2 separate regions of the Rattus norvegicus genome follow, and region 2 is linked to region 1. The links are chromatin contacts, called in public Hi-C maps. All regions are on one chromosome and are shown on one strand. Each heading gives the region's core, a stretch centred on a gene start, on an enhancer-like site or on the middle of the called end of the contact. The rest is flanking DNA. Distances are from core to core; before and after follow the strand shown. Region 1 has its middle 27 kb from the start of Coro2b. Region 2 has its middle 57 kb from the start of Itga11.

Region 1 (3,780 bases), core at 822-3,321:
CAGCTATTACTGGGACAGAGTTTCTGACAAAACCAACTTAAGAGAAAAAGGGTTGTTTGGGTTTTTTTGTTGTTGTTTTTGTTTTTTGTTTTTTGTTTTTGGCTCACAGTTCCCGGAGTGGAACTGTCCATTGTGACAGGAGGCAGATGGGGGCTGCTGGTCACATTGCTCCCACACTCAGAAAACAGAACAATGAAAGCAGGAGCTCAGCTCACTCTACCCTCTTTTTTCAGACCACAGAATGGTGCTGCCCAGAAGTTGGAATGGGTTTCCTTTCTTGATTAGCCCAATTTAGACAGGCCTGGAGACTGGTCTCTGTAGTGATTCCATCAAGGTGGCTATCAAGATTGACCTTCACAAACAGGGTCTTAGCTCAGGCTGGCCTTGAAGTAACTCTGTGGCTGTCCTTGTTTGCTTTTTTGTTTCTGTGGCTGCGATAAAACACCGTGACTGAAAGCAACTTGGGGAGGAAAGGGTTTATTTCTTCTCAAAACACTCCATTACAGAGGGAAGTCAGGGTAGAAGTGGAGGCAGGAACTGAAACAGAAGCCACAAAGGAATGCAGTTTACTGGCTTGTCCCCAAGGCTCACTGAGCTTGCTTTCCCCTGTATCCCAGGACCACTGTCTCTGGAGTGGCACTGCCCACAACGTGCTGGGCACTCCCACCTCAGTCGGCAATTTTAAAAATGTCCCACCGGCCAATCTGATGAAGGCAATTGAGGTTCCCTAACTTGTGTCAAACTGACAAAAACAAACAAAACCCTAACCAGGAGAGTAGCTGTCTTAGTCAGGGTTTCTACTCCTGCGCAAACATCATGACCAGGAAGCAAGTTGGGGAGGAAAGGGTTTCTTCAGCTTACACTTCCACATTGCTGTTCATCACCAAAGGAAGTCAGGACTGGAACTCACACAGGGCAGGAAGCAGGAGCTGATGCAGAGGCCATGGAGGGATGTTTGTTACTGGCTTGCTCCCCCTGGTTTGCTCAGTTTGCTTTTTTATAGAACCCAATATACCAGCCCAGGGACTGCACCACCACAATGGACTGGGCCCTCCCCGCTTGATCACTAGTTGAGGAAATGCCTTACAGCTGGATCTCATGAAGGCATTTCCACAACTGAGACTCCTTTCTCTGTGATAACTCCAGTTTGTGTCAAGTTGACACACAAACCAGCCAGTACAGTAGCCAAGCTGTTCATCATCGAAGGAGGTGGAGCTAGGAACTCAAACAGGGCAGGAACCTGGAGGCAGAGGCCATGGAGGGGTGCTGCTTACTGGCTTGCTCCCCATGGCTTGCTCAGCTTTCTTATAGAACCCAGGACCACCATCCCTGGGATGGCTCCACCCACAGTGAGCTGGGCCCTCCCCCATCAATCACTAGTTAATAAAATGCCTTCCAGACCTGCCTATAGCCAGATCTTATGGAGTTGCTTTCTTAATTGGGTTCCCTCCTCTCAGATGACTTTAGCTTGTGTCAAATTGGCATAAAACTATCCAGCACGATGACCTTGATTTTCTTATTCTCCTGCGTCCACCTTGGAGTACTAAGATTATGAACATAGAGCACCACACCAGGGCTTCATGCATGCCAGGCAAGCATCCCTTCAACTGAGCTATGTATCCTTCTCCCCTCCCCCCAAACAGGGATTTTGTCTTAACCGGCTCTAATACCGCCTAAAGGTTTTAATATTTCCTTGTTATTTCTGCTCCCTTGTGACAGTCATTGATGACATGTGACCATTGGATGAAGCTCAGCAAACCAGGTATTAAATAAGAATCTCTCTGCCCAGGGGTTGGGGATTTAGCTCAGTAGTAGAGCGCTTGCCTAGGAAGCGCAAGGCTCTGGGTTCGGTCCCCAGCTCCAAAAAAAGAACCAAAAAAAAAAAAAGAATCTCCCTGCCCAGACCTCTCCAGGGGTGTCAGAATCTGCCATGGAACCAACAAGTGCTTATTGTCAACACAGTGCAGATACAGTGTCAGATTGGGCTGTGGAGATAACATAAGAAGACCCTGGAAGCCAGAAATCTCCACATAGCATCCAGCCAGCTTAGTCAGACACTGTACATTCCTAACACAGCTCCCACAGACTGGCTGTGTGACCTTGAGTGAGTCCCACCCCCAGTGTGGCCTTCAGCATGCTCACTTGGAAAGATTGATAATGTAGTGGAAATTTCCAGAACAGTGGTTGGCTCATCCTCTTTCTTTTGGCTGGTCAGTGTCTCTGTAACCTGGACCAGAGCCTGTGGCTGAGTCACAGTTGCTCTTAGCATCCTTCTTGGACTGCACAGGGTCAAAGCATTGTTTGTCTTAGTGTCTGAGCTCATTCCTGACATTGCAGACAGACAGCGAGGGCTGCTGCCCCCCTTACCCTATCTATATATTTCCTGTCCTTCCCCCTGCCCCCCCACTCCAGGGGCTTGTGGGAAAGACTTAAAAACACAAGTTGAAGGCCAGTGAGGGCACTTTCCCAAGGCAGAGTCCAGGATTCCCAGGAAGCCCTTTCTGCTCTCTTACCCAGGACCATCCTACATCACAAGTCTTGAATTAATCACCCTTTCCTGACCCTGGGAGCTCCTACAGAGGAAGGCAGACATTTCCCACCTGTCCTTCCTGACATGGTCTGTCCCTTCACGTCCTACACATCTTACCAACTGGGGCTTTAGCTGGGGCTCAGCCATCTTTATGCCAGCTTTTCCTAACCTATTGTATCCACAAAATATTCTCCCTCAAAAGTGTGCTCTCCGTCCGGAATATTCTCTTCCCTTCCTCCAGCTGTCTAAGGGGACTCTCGGGCACTGCAGCCTACTCCACTCCTTTCCTCAGGCTCTGCAGGCACACAATCCTACTCTGTAGTGGTTAAGAATGAAAATGCTGATGGCCCCTGTGGAATTCCCATCACATCTCTATCTCTCCCAAAAGTCTTTTTGTCTCTGTCTCTGTCTCTCCTCTCCCTCTCCCTCTGCCCCACCCCCACCATGGGCATATGTGTGTGTATGTGTGGGTGTGTGTGTGTATGGAGGTCAGAGGATAATAGTGGACATCAAGCCTCTACTTTGCTTGAGACAGGATCTCTCATTCACTGCTGTGCACATCAATGACTTTCTGGGAATTCTCCTGTCTCCACCTCCCACCTTGGAGTGTTCTGATTAAGAAGGTGTTCTACCAGGTCTCGTTGTACATGTTGTACATGTCTTCTCAGGCTTCAAATGCAGGCCCTTACTCTCCAAGTGACAAGAATTTTGCCCGCTGAGCCATCTCCAGAGCCCACAAGTGGCTTTAATCACAGTTACCTGATGTCCCCATCCATAGGAGAACACTGACAACTTCTTCCTCCAAAGATCACTGAGAGGAGTAACTGAGAGGCAAGAAATAACAACACACTGTGTGTGTGTGTGTGTGTGTGTGTGTGTGTGTGTGTGTGTGTGTGAGAGAGAGAGAGAGAGAGAGAGAGAGAGAGAGAGAGAGAGGAAGGGAGAGGGCAAGGGTGAGGATGAGGGAGAGAGAGAGGGAGAGGCAAGTGGGAGGGCTCACCACTGAATCTCTCCATCTGTCCTGACTGTACTGAGCCTCTCTCATTGCCAGGCTCTGAACTAGTACTGGAGCACACAACCTAGAACTCCATGCATGCCCTCAAGGAGACCTCTGCCAGCAAGGGAGAGAACAGGGCAAGCTGTCAAGCTGACGTTTAGACAGAGCTGTGTGCAGACAGCATGAACATGGGATTCACACCAGCCCGATCCAAACCTCTGTGAGGATAGGGACCCTCCCAGGCCCACCAGTT
Region 2 (3,780 bases), core at 500-2,999, 45 kb before region 1:
TCCCCTCCCTTGCTCTCTCTCCCTTTCCCTCCCTCCCCTTTTCCTCTCCCTTCCCTCCTCCCCTACCTCATCCTCCCTCCTCTCTTCCCTTCCCTTTCCCTCCTTCCCCCTTCCCCTCCCTTGTCCTCCCTCCCCTTACCTCCTCCCTGCCCTCCCTTACCTTCCCTCTCCTCCTCCCTGCCCTCCCTTGCCTTCCCTCCCCTTTTCCCCTCCCTTGCCCTCCCTCCCCTTTTCCCCTCTCCCTTGCCCCTCCCTCCCCCCTTCCCCTCCCTTGCCCTCCCTCCCCTCCTCTCCTCCCTTGCCCTCCCTCTCAGCTATATACTCACTGCCACTCTGGGCTTCTTGCTTTTTCCTCTGCCCAGACTTAATTCTGGCAAAACGTTTCTCCAGCACACTGCTCCTTCCTGAGTTGACCACATCCTCCAGGCGCTGCTTCTTCTCCTAGACCCGTCTTAAATTTGCCCCTGACTTTCCAGGCATGTGCTTTCTACTTGGGCCTCCAGGGACCTAGTTCCTGAACCCCAAACTCTGGATCTCCTCATAGGAATGCCTGCCTCAAGCAGGGCCCATGCAAGGGTGGAGGGGAGTGTCGGGGAAGGATGAGGACTTGGGAGTGTCTCAAATCTCCTCCAAGACAGTAGGAGGTGGGGGTGACTTGAGGTTTGTGTTGGCCACATACAGAGATGGTGTGGGTCAACCATTTCTCTTCCCTTGCCTGGAGATTCTCAGGCAGCCAAGAACATAAGATGAACTACATTCTGGCCATGGGGTCCCTGCAGTCTTGGTGAGGAGGGCAGGAACATCTGGGAACTTCCAGACACTTCTCAGTTGGTCTGAATGGGTTTTGGAAGCAGGCCCCTCAGCTCCCTCACTTCCTGTTATCAGGCCAGGGAGAGCCTGGGAATCCTCAAGTGCCTTCTTTACTTCAGAATGGTCGATGCGCCTGGGCTTGGGAGACAGAGACTGCCCAGGCATATGCAGGGCTGGAGGCCTCCTCTACCCAGCCTGGCCTAGCACTGTGATGCCTTGGACCCCTGTTGGTCCCTATTGTGGAACTCAGCTGCTTCCAACTTGAACTTGCTGCTCTCCGAAGGCTCCTCAACCCCAGAAGTACGAAAGCCCTTCTTTCAGCCCTATCCAACTTCTTTCACTGTGAGTTAGAGGTCAGAACACCATCACTTGGACCCTCCCCAAATTCCGTAGGACTCTGCTCTCTGGGAAACCCTCTGTCTCAGGCATCTGCAGGGGAACCAGCCTGCACCAGGTCTGTAAATGCTGGCTGTGTTCAGGGAAGAGACCTAGGGAAGGCTTCAGGGCTGAGGGTGTAATTGTTTTCCCTCCTGGGCTATGTGGGGCAGGAGACCAATAATGCTGCAACAGGCAGTGCAGCCCACCCAGGCAGCATGGAGAGCCCAGAGCACAAAGGGAGGCAGTATTGGAGCATGCCCAGGCTGAGGGCACACTGTGAACATTTGCATCTTAGAGGTAGTCGACCACTCCTTGGAGCTCCGAGACCTCTCTCCACATTTCTGGTCTCTTCTCTCCCACCGTCTCTTCCTCTTTCCACTTCTCCTCATTGGCTGTCTGGACAAATGGACTCACATCCCTCACCCCCTCACCCCTGCATAAACGTCTCTACCTCAGCTACCCAAGACCCGAGCTAAGTGCTGCCTCTTCCTTAAAGCCCATCCTACCTTCCAGCCAGAATTGAACAATTTCCCCATGTGTTTCTGATGACACATCTGCAAATTTTGTTAGAATGAGTCACAGGCTATCAGACTTTGGAACTTACTGTATGTATCTATTATGCCTGGGCATCTCTCTCCTTCCCACATCCAGCAAAATCCAGAATTTTATAACCATTTATTGAGTGTTTACTATGTGCCTAGCAAGGCCTAGGCACTCATATAACCTCCTAAACCCCTTCAGGCCAAGCAGAGAAGGCCCGGAGGCTTCCATATGCTCCCACCTCCTCACTAAAACAGCAGTAGGAGCTCTCTTTGGCCCACAGAACCAGGCCATCCCATCCCATGCCCTTGGCCGCCTGAGAATCCCTCATGAGAGAAATGGAATCCCTCCTCACAACCCTATGGGGCAGGCTCTAAGGTCCAGTTTTACCAATGAGGAAGCTAAGACACAGAGATGTTTGGTAATCTTTTTGGAGTCACACAGCAAGTTGCAAAATATGGCGTCATCCTCGGGCAGCTTGGATCCACCGTCTGTGCCTTTTGCCCTATCTCAGTGTGGTTCTGAAGATAGGGGTCTGCCTTCTGGATTTGAATCAGGGCTTTATCTTCCTTGGGTTTGTCAGAGCCACCTAATGCTCAGGACCTGAGGTTCCCCCTGTGTGAAGCAGGTAACCATGGATACATGAGCTGCAGCATCGAAAGGAGTCTTCAGTGATGGTGTGTGCAGAAGAAGTCATAATCCAGAAAAGCTGAACTGGGAGTGGAGGTAGCCATTCCTCAAACTAACTCGGTGTTCACCAAGGATACCTGGCCCATAATAACCAGATGGGGGACACCAGTCTTTGAACCCCACAAAGACCCTTTCCACCTGTTTTTCTCAAACACATTTTTTGCTTCTGCTCTCTTCCAGCAGGAACTTTTGTTTATTTTTGTCTGCGTGAAGCTGGGGGGGGGGGGTCCTTTCCAGCCCTTGGCAGTTGCAGCCCCTCCCCCACCTCCTTTAGTCTCATCCCACCCCCTCCCCCTCCCAGCTACCCCACATCTGGCCTGCTTCTGCTGGAAACTTGGTCCCCCAGGGGAGCAGGGCAAGTGGCTGCTGCTGACCCAGCCAGCAAATTCCTGAAGTGTGAGCAGGTTGGTTTTCATCAAAAGATTTGAAAGCTCAGGATGGCCAGACACTTCTCCTTAGGGTAATGACATTTGCAGGCTCCGCAGCTTGGCTCCCGGCTACTGTGCCCTGTAGCTCTTTGCCTTCCAAAATAGTCCCAGAATTCCTGAGGTAGACTCCAGGAGGCCTTCGCCTCCCTCCCAGAAACTCTACTTGGGATCTAATCAGATGGGACAAAACCCAATTCTTATATATGAGGCATTCCTGGATGGGATGTCACTCCATTGGTAGAGTGGCCACTTGCCTAGCATGCAGGAAGGTTCAGTCTCCAGCTCTGTAAAACCTGGGCATGGTAAAAAGGCATCTGTAACCTCAACACTTGGGAGGTGGAAGCAGAATGGTCAGAAATCCAAGGTCACACTGGTGACTACATAGTGAGTTCAAGACCAGCTTCCAAGAGAACCTCTTTCAAGTAACACCATCAAAAACCAGCTGGACATCCCAACCAGGAGGCTGTAGGGATCCAACATTCCAGGGACCGCCAGCAACCCTCCACCTGCTGGCCTTTATAATGCTGTGCCCACAGAGCTCCTCCTGCCAAGTTGCTTAGCAGGGCCTGCTTCCTGGTGCCAGGAATGCTTAACTGTGTGTCGGTGTCTGTACCTAGGTGCCCAGAGATCTAGGTCCATGCTGTACCTGAGGATGCTTCCAGAAGACAACTTTTGAGTTAGTGGCTAGAAAAAGCAGGTAGGCTTCCTGTGATGGCTAACAGTGATTGCCAACATAGAATCACTTAGGAGACAAGGCTTTGGGCATGCCTGTGAGAGAGTGTCTAGACTGGGATGACTGAGATGGCAGACTTACCCTAACTGTGAAAAGCACCATTTCGTAGGCTGGGACATCAGACGGAGCTGAGCACATCATTCATCTCTTTTCTGTCGATATAATGTGGCCAGTTGTCTTGAGCTCCTGCCTCCATGATGG

What was found. Hi-C and Micro-C count contacts between places; a contact is called where the count stands out from the background.
Region 2: a contact with region 1 is called in a Hi-C map of the A7r5 cell line, with 3 times the contacts expected there. The contact joins two enhancer-like sites. A contact is called at or near these places in 3 of 12 Hi-C or Micro-C datasets (the A7r5 cell line, the Rat2 cell line and Schwann cells).

What each region holds. Positions count from the first base shown.
Region 1 is chr8:71,938,247-71,942,026 of GRCr8, reverse strand. No RefSeq gene overlaps it. Among named protein-coding and RNA genes, the nearest start is that of Coro2b, 27 kb to the right of the region's middle. Within about 2 kb of position 2,071, at least 15 of the 93 cell types and tissues checked have an H3K27ac peak or open chromatin away from gene starts, as enhancers often do. A contact at or near this core is called in the A7r5 cell line, where this site is marked.
Region 2 is chr8:71,982,845-71,986,624 of GRCr8, reverse strand. No RefSeq gene overlaps it. Among named protein-coding and RNA genes, the nearest start is that of Itga11, 57 kb to the left of the region's middle. Within about 2 kb of position 1,749, at least 6 of the 93 cell types and tissues checked have an H3K27ac peak or open chromatin away from gene starts, as enhancers often do. A contact at or near this core is called in the A7r5 cell line, where this site is marked.